Linked DNA regions of Mus musculus: all the other regions are linked to region 2. A link is a contact called in public HiChIP or PLAC-seq and promoter capture Hi-C data. All regions are on one chromosome and are shown on one strand. Each heading gives the region's core, a stretch centred on a gene start, on an enhancer-like site or on the middle of the called end of the contact. The rest is flanking DNA. Distances are from core to core; before and after follow the strand shown. Region 1 overlaps Gas2 (growth arrest specific 2). Region 2 holds the start of Slc17a6 (solute carrier family 17 (sodium-dependent inorganic phosphate cotransporter), member 6). Region 3 overlaps Gas2 (growth arrest specific 2).

The links. Promoter capture Hi-C pulls out the DNA fragments that hold promoters and counts their contacts. HiChIP or PLAC-seq counts read pairs in DNA pulled down with a chosen protein or histone mark.
Region 1: a promoter capture Hi-C map of neural stem cells shows a contact between it and region 2. The contact joins the enhancer-like site here to the promoter of Slc17a6 in region 2. A contact is called at or near these places in 10 of 39 promoter capture datasets (the 3T3-L1 cell line, the C10 cell line, the HPC-7 cell line and 7 more), 9 of 115 datasets of contacts at active chromatin or transcription factors (astrocytes, embryonic basal ganglia, embryonic forebrain and 6 more) and 4 of 9 other capture datasets (adipose tissue, liver, macrophages and 1 more).
Region 3: an H3K4me3 HiChIP or PLAC-seq map of embryonic stem cells shows a contact between it and region 2, with 32 read pairs. The contact joins the enhancer-like site here to the promoter of Slc17a6 in region 2. A contact is called at or near these places in 23 of 39 promoter capture datasets (the 3T3-L1 cell line, 3T3-L1-derived adipocytes, the C10 cell line and 16 more), 28 of 484 Hi-C or Micro-C datasets (B cells, the C2C12 cell line, CD8 central memory T cells and 17 more), 16 of 115 datasets of contacts at active chromatin or transcription factors (the NIH/3T3 cell line, Th2 cells, craniofacial prominence and 9 more) and 4 of 9 other capture datasets (adipose tissue, liver, macrophages and 1 more).

Annotation. Positions count from the first base shown.
Region 1 is chr7:51,926,833-51,930,861 of GRCm38.p6, forward strand. The region is part of intron 4 of Gas2 (growth arrest specific 2); the gene reads left to right. Among named protein-coding and RNA genes, the nearest start is that of Gas2, 50 kb to the left of the region's middle. Within about 2 kb of position 2,464, at least 49 of the 459 cell types and tissues checked have an H3K27ac peak or open chromatin away from gene starts, as enhancers often do. A contact at or near this core is called in astrocytes, embryonic forebrain, forebrain and 4 more, where this site is marked.
Region 2 is chr7:51,619,176-51,623,514 of GRCm38.p6, forward strand. Slc17a6 (solute carrier family 17 (sodium-dependent inorganic phosphate cotransporter), member 6) reads left to right here and starts at 2,655. Exons shown (of 12, transcript NM_080853.3): 1 at 2,655-3,545. The coding sequence starts at 3,460. Gm33136 (a long non-coding RNA gene) reads right to left here. Exons shown (of 4, transcript XR_003946771.1): 1 at 3,572-4,339; 2 at 2,933-3,059.
Region 3 is chr7:51,956,416-51,960,618 of GRCm38.p6, forward strand. All of the region lies in intron 7 of Gas2 (growth arrest specific 2), which reads left to right. Among named protein-coding and RNA genes, the nearest start is that of Svip, 48 kb to the right of the region's middle. Within about 2 kb of position 1,551, at least 7 of the 459 cell types and tissues checked have an H3K27ac peak or open chromatin away from gene starts, as enhancers often do. A contact at or near this core is called in embryonic stem cells, epiblast stem cells and stem cell-derived epiblast-like cells, where this site is marked.

The DNA of each region.
Region 1 (4,029 bases), core at 1,214-3,713, 310 kb after region 2:
GCTTCTGCACCAAGCTATAATCCATGCTCGGAGGGTAATTCATGTCCCACCCAGAGAGGACATGTGTTGCCACCTCTGGGAAGGGTGAAAATTTCAGTTCTGTGTTTGTTGAAACTGGAGTTTACTGGTTTATGTATTTAACTGGTTTTGTGTTAAAAAATTAGGTATGCATAGTGGATATTAAAGTAACAGAGAAGACAGACATCTCAGAGAAAATACCTTCCCAGATTGCTGTTTCCTGAGGTTTTTGTCTTCTGATTAAATTTTGGCAACTCCATTTCCAGACCACACACTGAGAGTCTTAATTGCTTGGAAGGAAATATATGATATATTGAACTAGTGAGTGGTTCCACACTGACTGGCACTCTGGTAATAAATGTTCAAGCTTACTGCAGAGGTCCCCTGAAATGTCATTCTAGCTGCAGAAGGCCCCTGCAATGTAATTCTAGCTGCAGAAGTTCCCTGAAATGTAATTCTAATGTGGAGAATATTGGAACTAAATCAGCCCCAGCAAAGTATAACAAAGTGAATAATGCGAACATCTAATGGGAAAAGGAAAAGCTTTGGCCTTTTTGTCTAAGGCTTTAAAAATCAATTTACCAAATCATATAATACCAAATATTAACCTTAAAATCAGCCAAACATCCTTCAGGGGAATAAGCACATAACTACCTTCCAAATAGTTAATAGGGCCTTTGTCCCTGAGTTTTGGATAATAGCATTTCTCTGATAAACCCAGCAACTCACAGTGACAGTGGGAACTTAACATTTCCCATGCTAAGCTCATTTGTATCTGTTCCAAGGTGAGGGAATGAGATGTAAAAAAGATGGTCACCAAATGCGAAATTCCTCAGCAGAGAAGGGAAGTTATTCTAAATTTAAAAGAAGGATGAATGAGAATAATTACACAGTAATGTGGCACGTACAGAGGATGCTCCCTGAAGGGTGATTGAACAAGTGGGTGTTGATTGGTTATTCTTGGTGACAGGTGCGTGCTTCTGTTGAAGCTACCTCCCCTGCAGCTCAATTGCAACTTTACAAATAGGTTATAACCTTTAGGTGCCTCTGGCTATGGAATTAAGATATAGGAAGTAAATGGAGAAGAATGGTTTGAAAACAAACATTGTCTCTCTATAGCTATAGTCAGTCAAATGCCATTTGTGACAAAGGCATTCTGTGTATGGAGATGGTTAGCCTCATGCTTCAAATTATGAACTGGCAAAGAATGGCTGCATAGGCCAAAGTGCTTTAGCATCTTCATTAATTTATAAGGTTGTTTACTGTACAGACTTCCATTAAATCTATATATTTTTTTCACTTACAGTAAAAAACCAAATGGGCTACAAATAGCTCTGAATATCTCTGTGGCCTTGTTTTGGTTTTCTCTGAGTCTGTGAGTTATTTTGTTGCCTGGACTAATAGGACTTTCAATAGAGTTTAGCAGAAGTCAATGTGGTGCCAGATTCCTCCCAGGAAATACCACTGCAATTCACATTTTTGCTGTCTTTACGTTCTGAAACACTCGATTCAATTCAAGTCATAAATAATACATTTTATACTGAAACTGTAGACACTAAAGCAATTTTTCTCATGACCTTGCTATGCAACTGTATAGTTATGTAAAGAAAAATTAGATAGCCTGTATCCTATATCTTTCTGTTTATAAAAGAAGGTGGCATTATGAAAAGAAAGTTCATGATAATTATATATAAAATTTATTTCATAGTCTGTTCCTTAAACATTTGTTTTTTTAATATCTTTTGTATCTTATACAAATTTAAATTAAAAGGTGCTTAAATATCCAAGCAGATTCAGTACATCTAAAATTTCAAGCCTTTTCAAATTTAAAAACTATTTTTAAGATCAGTACCAAACTAAGCCTGATAATCAGGCTTTCTGTTTTGCTGCTCAATTAAAAATATATTTGAAATTTCTGGGGCTCAGAGTGGGTAGAAGGAGATGTATTATAGGCCCCGGGGATCCAGAAAAAAGGGTCAATATTATAGCATTGATTTAGGATTAGTTGGAGAAAGGAAACAGCTGGGCCCATGGATATTAATGACAATAAAGAGGAAGGACAAAGAGAAATCTCATTTCCCAGAGGAGCCCTTTCTCTCTGGGTGTTTTTATTATGCTCTGTGTTGAGGAGGCAGCAGAGCCAAGCTGCTGGCCTTGGCCTTGGACTTTTCCACAATAGTGCTGTGTGCTCTGCTTGATGTCTTTCACGTTCACCTTTGAAAGGGAATTTAGGGCAAGGATTTTCTTTTTCTTTCTTTCTTTTTTTCCTACCTCAAGATTTCATTTCAGTGGTGCTCAGTGAAAAACATCCTTTGTGTACCAGTGTTTTGAACAGAAAGCAAAGTAAAAAGATGCCTCGATGGGATGGAGGGGGGGGGGGGATGTGTTTAAGTGAGTGATAAACTAGATCACAGTGCTGCCCATGTGAAAAGGCTTCTGTCCGTGCTGCTCAGAGGGCACACAGGAAGCCGCCTTCTCTCGGAGGCAGCTAGGATCGGCCCTGCGCGGCAGCCCTGTCACTGCAGTTATTTTTCAGAAGTTCTCCACTGCTCACAGCTGACTCAATCTGTTCTCTCTCCACCACAGCAAATGTCAAGAAATCCCCAAGTGTGAGTGGTGGGGCATTTAGGGTGAAATGGACGTGTGGCAGCTCCAGGTGTCTCTCATGTTGGTTACATTTCTGATTCTTGGAAGAGAATATTGTACAACACATAGGACAAACAGGGTGTGAGCTGCAGGCCATCCTATCATCATTATTATTATTATTATTATTATTATTATTATTATCAGAGCCTCAAAGAGCCTCAAGTTGGCTTTGAACTTGCCTTGTAGCTGAGAATAACCTTGAGCTCTTGATCCTTCTGTCTCAGCCTCCCAAATGCTGGCTTTATATATATGAAATACAACCCTTCGCCTATGTTAACTCTGAGAATCTGAGAGAGAATTTTCTCCTGCAAATGTCAGTTTTTAGATAATAAGATATAACTGTACTCAAATATTGCTTCAAAAATGAGCAAAGCAAAACTGGGACAAAGGCCATGAGTAGTGTACTGATAAAAGACTAAGTTAACAAGTAAACTGAGATATAAAATCACAGAGTATGCTGGCACAAGGTTTCCAACACTTCACCAGTGGTAATAAGTGAATATTATCCAAAATAATAAAAGAGACGTTAAAAAAACCTGCATGTAGGATTCCTGAGTATATTACTGAAGAAATTTAGCATGGTCTTTAGATAAAGTTGTATACATTAATGGATTTTTAAAATTTCTACTGATTTCTCTGAAGGAAATTATAAAAGATGGAAATCCCAATGTCCACTGAGACATTAAAAAGGTAAAAATACATATCCCTGGCATTCGAAGTTATTTTCAACAAGCTGCCATTGTCTGTAGATGTCAAAATTAAACTCATATTCTTGAGACTAGGAAAGGAATGGGGATATAAGGCATGAGGTGAACATTAGATCTGGCTGTATATGTATGTAACAATAAAGGTCATGCCCAGACTATGAAAGAAGAATGGAGAGTAGTTAGGCTCTAATAGTCTTCAGTTGCTAGCAAGCTAGGTAGTAAATGGTTTTACAGCATGTAGTTGGAGACATGGAGAACTTGCTTAGTGCATCTTAGGCAGGAATTAGAGTGATTGACACAGAGGCCCCTTTACTGACCGTTCATACACCAGCATATTATGGAAGCTGTTTGACTCTGAGGCTATGGAGTTCAGGCGACAGGACTTCGAGGAGCCCTGCCACCAAGGCTGTGTTTCTGCACACCCTGTGCAGCTGTAGCTCTGACTGTGTCCGTGTGCTAGCTCCCCCAACCTAGCTGGTCCATCCCATAGATGCTGGCTGGCCTTTGTGGATGCTTTCTCCATGATTGTGCCTGTGCTTCCCATGAATAGAGTGCCAGAGATAGTTCTTTGAATGTAAACATGTACCGTCCATAAGCCTAGTATCAAAATACTTCTCCATTTATTATCCTAGTGAATTTTAAAACATGGAATAAAAAA
Region 2 (4,339 bases), core at 1,405-3,904:
TTTTGTGGTCTGTATTTGGGATTTTGAACCCCATTAAGAAGGCTGAAGAAAATCTGTTGGGTTGGTTAAATAGGTGTGCTATGGTGAAACCAGCTACTCATATGGGCAGAGCCTTATGACACCACCGAGTCTCTGGGGGCTGAGTAGCAATTCTCATAATTTTCCGTGTTCAGAGCTTCCTCTTCTTCATGACTATGCTTTATCATGCCACTGACCGGAATGTTCTCCAAGTGTTACAAGCTCTCTTTGTACAGCCCACCACCCCTCCCTACCCGCTGGGCAGCCATCACTTTCTAGGCTTAAATTTCTTTTAAAATATTAAGTTACCTCCTAAAATGCTTCCTGTACACTTTTACACAGAGACAGGGCTTCCTATCGTGTCTAGTTCCATCTATAATTATTTCTACAGATATTTATGTGTATCTGCCCTGTGACTTGTGAGACCTTTCAAGGGATTGTTTCCAGAACTAGCACATGTCTCGGCTCTCAACAAATATTTTTAGAGTGAGTAAATCAATATTAGCTCTTATTTCCATTCAGACACCCAGATTGTTACTGGAAAAGGGAGGAAAACTAGATGATATTTCTCAATGCAGATGAATGCAGTTATGTAATCTAAAAGCAGTATCTTCGTGCTGGAGTACTACTACATGGCATATATATGAATGATTCAGCCATCTTGGTTTTAAGTGGTTTTAAGTTCTAGTCAACTGGGATGGAGCTTAAGAAGAAATGCTTAAGAGAATCATTTTTGCATCATCATCATCTCAGACTCAGATATTGAATGTAACTTCCAGTTTTACCTAAACTTCCAAAATCATTGATATTCCTAAGTGAATTCATTTCAGTGACTTGAATAGCTAAGGAAACCTGCATTTTAAAAAATGCCCTTTTATCACCCCCCCCCAAAGCTCCCCGTGGCTAAACCATCAACCAAAAAGTACATATTGGGGGGATCCATGGCTTCAGCTGGATATATAGCAGAGGATTGCCTTATCAGGCATCACTGAAAGGGGAGCCCCTTGGTCCTATGGAGGTTGGATGACCCAGGGTAGGGGAATGCTAGGGCTCTGAAGCAGGATTGGGGGGAAGCACCCTCATAGAGGTAGGGGGAGGGGCAAGGGCATAGGGGGGGTTGTGGAGAGGAAACTAGGAAGGGGGATAACATTTGAAATATAAATAAATAAAATAACCAATAAACAAATGCTCTTGTAAAACAAGTCCTAAGGAGCTGGAAATTTTGCAATGAAACAATTTGATGAGTTTTTTTTTTCCTTTGTACCCTATATTTTTTTCTTTTATACTCTATCTCCTATGGAAGTGCATTCAATTTTGTGGCATTCCAGGGATATTTTTGAAGATGGCTTCCTGGTTTTTAAAGTATATACGTAATATAATATATAACATTCACATAATGCATATGTCCCAAAATAACAGGAATGTAATCGTGGTATTCTTGCTCAACCATACTTCTTAATGAAATACAATTTTATAGGCTTTGGATTTGGATTTAACAATTGCAAAGGGTTTTAGCTATTTGTGATTTTTTTTCATCTCTCTATTTTAGGAAATTTTTTTCCACATATCATTTGAAATCGTCAGAGAACATTCTTATTTGACTCTGCACCGTACCTCTGGGATGTAATCCAATAGTCCCTATGTAAAACGCACTCCCCTGGTTGATTTAGCTAGCATCCAAGGTTTAACCTTGGGGATGTAGCTCAAGGACAGTCTGTTTCGTAAGCACTTGCCTGGACTGCATCTTAAGAGGGTTGTGGTCCATGCGAAATAACTCACATTAATTCAGCACAATTTAATTGTTTTGCTTAATGATATAGGTTCAATGGTATTATACACAACTAAGATGGAAAACCTTGTAGGACCATCTCTCAAAACCCAACAAGCAACAATGGCAAAAATAGCCTCCCTCTTAAGAAAAGGTGTCATAAGGAGGGAAAAATAAAATTTAAATAGAGTGTAAATATATTGAAATAAATTTTTAAAACATTATCAGTTACTCTTCGCTAACAAGCTTAGTTATAGGTACAAATTTTACCTGTAATTAGAAATAATTCAGTATTGTGTTGTGCATTAGTTAATTAAAGAAACTTAGAATTCCAAAGAATTCATTTCAGACTGCCTGTCCTTTATTCGGAAAGTGCACTAATGTTACAGCTGTCATTATCTCTCTGTCTCTCCTCCTTCTCTGTCCCACCTCTTTTTTTTTTTTTTTTTTTTTTGTCTCCTTCCATTTCTCTCTCTGCATCCTTTCTTGTTCGTCTTAGGGGTTGAATCAAATACACAAGCAATATTATTATGCATCTCATAAACATAAGCTTTATATCGGAGGGGAACCAGGTGTTCACCTGGATACCACACACCTAAAGTAGAAGCTTCTGCAGTGTTGCTTCTTCACCATGCTGTCAGAGCTAGTATGTACATGCTGGGCAACGGGTGGCCAAGCAGAGTAACTTGTCAGTGTTTAATAAAGCCCTCCTCCCTTGCAGAGCCAAATGCAGCTTTCCTCCTGAGAACTCTGCAGACGATGACATCTCCCTACTTGGTTTCCATAGCATCCGTTCCTGAAGAGCCCTAGAAAGGCCCTTGGTCAGGGCGATCCGCCCAGCTCCCCTAGGAAGTTGGCGAGCGGGTTAGCCAAAAGCAGCAGCCAAGGTTCCTTAGCTTCCTCTGTCCGTGGTCCTGAAATGCTAAACTGCGCCGCGCGCACTGACGGGAGCGGTCAGGTTTTATGGAAGGTCTCCCCCGGCGCTGCCTAAACCACAGCTGTGTGTCTGTTATTCACTCACGTTCGCAAAGATCAGCTAACATTCTCAGTCTTAATTCCACTCTGCCACTCTGCCGCAGAGCACAATTACGCCGGCGCGATGGGAGGAGACCATGTTAAGGCAGGAAGCTAACAGCAGCCGCTCACCTGAGGCCTAGGAAGCTCCCAAGGGTTCTGAGAGCTATGAGCTCTGATCAGCAAAGTCACCATTTTAGACAGTAGGGTTCTTTTGCTTTTTTCCTTACACAAGGGTTCGATGACGTTTCTGGTCAATCTGATTAAAAGACAGCGGATTTGATTGCGATAAGACTTCAAAACCGGGAATTTACGTTGTTTTTCGGTGAGGTGACTTCCAGAACAGGGACTCATCAGCACCCGCCCAAATACCACGGCACTGCGCGCGCCCTCGGCCACCGGATCCTCCCCTTCCAATGAGACTTTGTGACTGTGTGTACCAATTCTCCTATTAGGAAACCCGTGGGCTGCATGCAGCTATTCTGTTGTACTCTCTTTCTCGCCCTCCCTCCCCTCTCCAACTCACAGCCTTGCTGGAAAGCTCACCTCTGCTGAGAAGAAAAAGCTCTACCTTAACCAACTAAGACTATGCGCAGAATCCGTCTTTCATAGCCACAACAATTTAAATCTGGTAAGGCTGGACACCAGTCTTTACAAGAATGGAGTCGGTAAAACAAAGGATTTTGGCCCCGGGGAAAGAGGGGATAAAGAATTTTGCTGGAAAATCCCTCGGACAGATCTACAGGTAAGAGACTGCAACCCCATGCTTACCTGGGACTCATCTGGACAGAATCTGCAAAGCCATTTCTGAAAAGCTTGATTACTTAGAAAGATTGTAACATGGTGGGAAAGTCTTTTTGTTGCTCATTGCTGAAGCTAGGTTCCACTGGAAACCTGCTTATGAATGCAGGAATGTGACACTAAACGAACCTGTCGTGTGTGTGTGTGTGTGTGTGTGTGTGTGTGTGTGTGTGTGTGTGTGATTTTGTTTCATTACCTGGGGATTCTCATGTGCTCCAATTCAGTTCTTAATCCTCCTTTGCAATTCCAAAATGTTCGTTCAGCACCTGCTCATAAAGCCTGTCTTTGTTTTCTTATAGATTTCACAAATAAAATCCCTTTGATCCAAACAAGTGAATAACAAAAGCCAAAACCCTTTTTAAAAATAAACTTCAAAGACAAATGAAAGAAAAGGAATCTAGACCTTAGCTGCAAAAACATAGTGAAGAACTCTCCCATGGGAAATTCTGTATTGAATGAAACAGGATCAAAATATATCAATAATTGATCATTGATGTTTCTCTGTTGGATCTAAAACATTGTATATGTATTTTTTTTAATTTGTTTGCTATGTTTTAGGAGTCTGTATCTTGTGTGGGAAATTTCACAGTGATTTAAGAACCAGAATAGTAAACGCAAAATTACTTTAAAAGTAATAGAAAAAAATGTAAATGTTATCCTTCTTGTAATTGCTGCACTAAGCATACTGTGCTTTGCATGAATTCAGGTCCTGAAAGATGTATTACATCTTTTATTAAT
Region 3 (4,203 bases), core at 301-2,800, 340 kb after region 2:
GGAATCCGTGTACATAGAAGGTGGGTGGCCACTCCCAATGGCTTAATTGCATTCTTTTATATCAATATATTTTAAATTTTAAACTTAAAATTAAATGTATCATGCCTCCTAAAGCTATGGAATACAGCTTTGTCTTCTTGGATACATTCTTGAATACTGTTATATATAGTATACAGACAGTGAAACACGTTATCTCAGGACTCATCCTCAGTTATCCACCCATTGTAAGAGATGCCTTGCTTCCCCAAGGACTTAATGAGCCTGTTGACTTCAAAGAGCTATGCAGAATTATTTCAGGTAATTTAAAACATTGGACTTCAATCTTAAAGATAGCAAGCACAGTGATAAAAACACAGGCTTAGATAGAATTAGCCCTCAGAGAGTCCTATATACAAGACAAATAAGCCTTGATGTCCGGTTCAGTAAGAGTTCACTGGTACTGTCATGTAGATATTACATGAGCATATTTTCTCTTTGTACATTGAAACAAAAACAATAATGTCAAACTAATTGTTTAAAAGGTAACTAAGAATGTGGCATTCAGAAAAAGACCCAGGAAGGTATCTCATAGAGGCTCTCTGCTAAGGTAAATATTATCTGTGAGTTTCTAGAAGAGAGCATACAATTAAGACAGATTTAAATACATGCTACGTAGACATATGTTCATATGTGTGTGCATCTAGAGACAATGAGTTAGTCTCTAACCAAATATAATGTGATACAGGGAACAAATCTCTGTGATTTTTTGACTCTGATTTTAGTCTATATCTTAGTAATCATCTCCCAAATTAAAAAATATGATCTCTAACTGATCTACAATAATTTCACAAAACAAGATTTTCCCCTGTGTCTTTCATGAACAAAACCATGAGGCTGATTTGGTGAGTAGTACTGGGGTGCTGGTTACCACACAGGCATGGTGAGCTCGGTTCATCTGAACCCTGCTAGAACTGCACTTGGTACCACTTGTCTATAACCTCAGCTGGTGGAGGCAAGAATTCCTAGATGCTTGCAGGCTACCTAGCCTGCTTAGGCAGCAGCAATATACAAAAGAAAATCTGTGCTGAAGAAGGCAGAAGGCAAGGATAGACCAGTGTGGCTTTTCTGTAACCTCTGTGTCTTCTCTCTGCCATCTGTGCACTGTGGTCATATACTAGAACATGTGTGCTTATGTACACAAACATTCCATACACACATGGTATTTTCAGAAACAAATTTTTGGTTTTTGTTGTTTTCCGTTAAAAATAGCTTGGCATCTATTCTGAAGGTAGAAACCTACTGTCATCCAACATAAATGTCTCATTTATTTCAGAATTAGGGGGTCAGGACAAAAAAAATCTCTTTAACAATTTCTGCAGCAACAGAGATGTTAATATTTCCAGTCAACCAGACAATGCTTCACTGAAATGCAAACTGAAGGCTCCTGGCTGCTGCCTGCATTCCTTCTTGTTCTTTTTTTCCTTCCTTCACCTGCTGTCCACTGGGGCCTCCCATATTGAAAACTCATCTGCACCACTAATCTGTATGAGAATTCCCAATCAGGTGACAGGATGCAGTCTTCCTGAGAGTTGGAATGTGTCCCCAGGTGGAGCCACATTAACATATGGAAACCAGGTATAATGGTAGAATGCAGCTTCTTTCACCTTCCCAGAGTGAAACAAAGCCTCTAAGATTCATGTTAAACAACCATATAGGCACTGGAAATTGAACCTGAGTCCTCTGGAAGAGTAGCACTGCTCTTAATTGTTGAGCCATCTCTCTAGCCTCCAGAAATGACAATTTTAAAGACAACTATATCTAGGGGAATGGTTGTATACACAAGTAAGAAATAAACTTTTCAGTCATATGAAATAGTTTATGTAGAAACAACATGTGACTACAATGCAAATAGAACAGTAATAATTGAAAGCAGATTTTAATTGCTAAGAACAAATAATTATGGACATGAAATTTTTTCTTTATATTTTATGATGAAGATGATTAAAATATGACCTAAGAGAATTCAGTCAAATGATTCAACTATAAATTTAGAAATAATTAAAGGTTCCTTGAAGGTTGTTATTTAACTATCTGATTATTCATTTTAATGTTTTTTCCCCCCGAGTTTCCCTCTTCTAGATAAGGGTAAGCAACTGTATTGCATTTCTGTTGCTATTACTTAGGCCAGGAAGGATTCTATGGCTTGTTTCAAACTTCTTACATATTTTTCTCTGGTATGTTGTTTTCTGGTTGTTTACATTGCTGATGCCTAGCAGAAAGCAATGCAACGGAAGAATTAATTATGTTTATGACTCTAAGGGTATGTGGCCCATTGTGGCAGCAGTGGCATGGGCTGGGACCTTTGATTATGCGGACAGCACTGTCTACATTCCAGCTGGCTCTTACCACTGTGGGAATGCCCTCACAGTCATACCCAGCAGTGTGTTTCCTAGCTTGTTCCAAATCTATTGTCAACAGAAATCCTCTCTGTTTTGAAATCTTACTGTGTTGGTGGTTAATCCTAGGAAATTTCCAAACATTAGTTCTCTCTCTCTGAGTACTATGTTTTGTCTCTGTAGACCCTACCAGTGAGATATAGCTACAATCTCTTCGATCTCTAATGTTTGCCTACCTGGTGTCCCATCCCTATAAAACTTAGCAACATGGAGATACACCAAGATAATAGTTGGTAGGAACAAGGTGTGCTGGTGTATGAAGTGGTTACAAGCTATCCGTGTGTGGGGCATAATCTCTCACCACAGCATTTCTCTAATGTTATATGGAAGCAAGATATCCTATGCTTTGAGATAATGTAAGCATATACATGAGAGGTTTCTTAATTAATCATAACTCCTTCCCCTAACACAGTAAGGTTGAGCTGTTCAAAGTGTATTCTAGCCATTAGGAAAAATGGTCAAGACATCTTTAGAGATTGATAGTAAAGAGTGACTCTAAATATTAATAGTTGACTGTGTTAGTATCTTGTGAACACTTGACATATCTTTCTTTAATTCCTTACCACGTTGGGAAACATCTTGTTGCCATTCCCATTTTAAAGTTGGAGAAGCTTAGATACAAGACATGACTTTTAAGTTAGAGAATCTGAAGATGGTAGCACATGCCTGTAGCCCCAGTGTTGGTGAGATTGAGGCAGGAGGATTGTGAGTAAAAGGGAACCTAGTGACATGTTACCTGGGCACAGAATGAAACCATGTCCTGTCTCTAAGCTTCTCCATGTCTTCATTTTTCAAACCTTTGCAAGTAGCTGATGCATGGTGGGGCTGGGCTATAAGCCCTGGCAGATGGACTTTTGCAGTAATGTTTTACTCCTACTTATTTCTTTACCTGGGCTTTCTTGGAGCATTCTGTATACATCCTTTAATCTTCTAGGGAGAATGTCTCAGGTGACATTCTGCAAGTATATTCAGCCATAGAATTGGTCCCCACCCCTTCCTAGAATGTCATTTTGGGTGGAGAATTAATGAAACACATTCTAGAAAAGACCCTATGTGTTGAAACAAAAATTTTAAATTATTTTAAACTCAGAATTGTATTGAAAAGCAAGTTGTCTAGAATGTGTTTACCCCAGTTAAAACAAATATATTTTAAGGCTCTTACTAATAAAGAATATGTTTTAAATCTGTGCTTAGTTTTATTTGATAATGATATCCAAGGAAATAAATAGAGAAACTGTAGGAAAGACAACCAAAATTTAATTAGTTCCATTTGTGCTAGGGATTTTCCAAGTACTTTACATACTTTGTCTAAGAAATTTACGTCTTTTGTCTTTCATGGAGCTGGGAAATTGTTTTCAATCTTTTCTGTGGGTAAAAGAGTGCAGACTATTTCAAGTAAGTGTTATGTCCATAAAATTCAAGTCCAGACTCCTGGAAGAGCACATTCCATTCCAACCCCCTCTAGTGCCATGGCTGTCAAGTGCCAGTAGTTTATAAAGTGGGGGGAAGATGGTGCATACTGTAACTGTAGTACCTGGGAGGGAGGTGGAGGCAGGAGGATCAGAAGGTGAGGAAATGTGAGACTGTTTCAAACTAGATTAATGTTTTTAAAAAATCTGTCCAATTTTATGACACATTTAAAGGTCAATGATAATAAATCCATTTTCCCTTAAAATACTCAGAACAAAGTGTGTTTGAGCTGTATGAACAACAGGGCTCACTTTAAAACAGCCTATTACCTGCCTGCATTGGTCACAATTCTTATAAC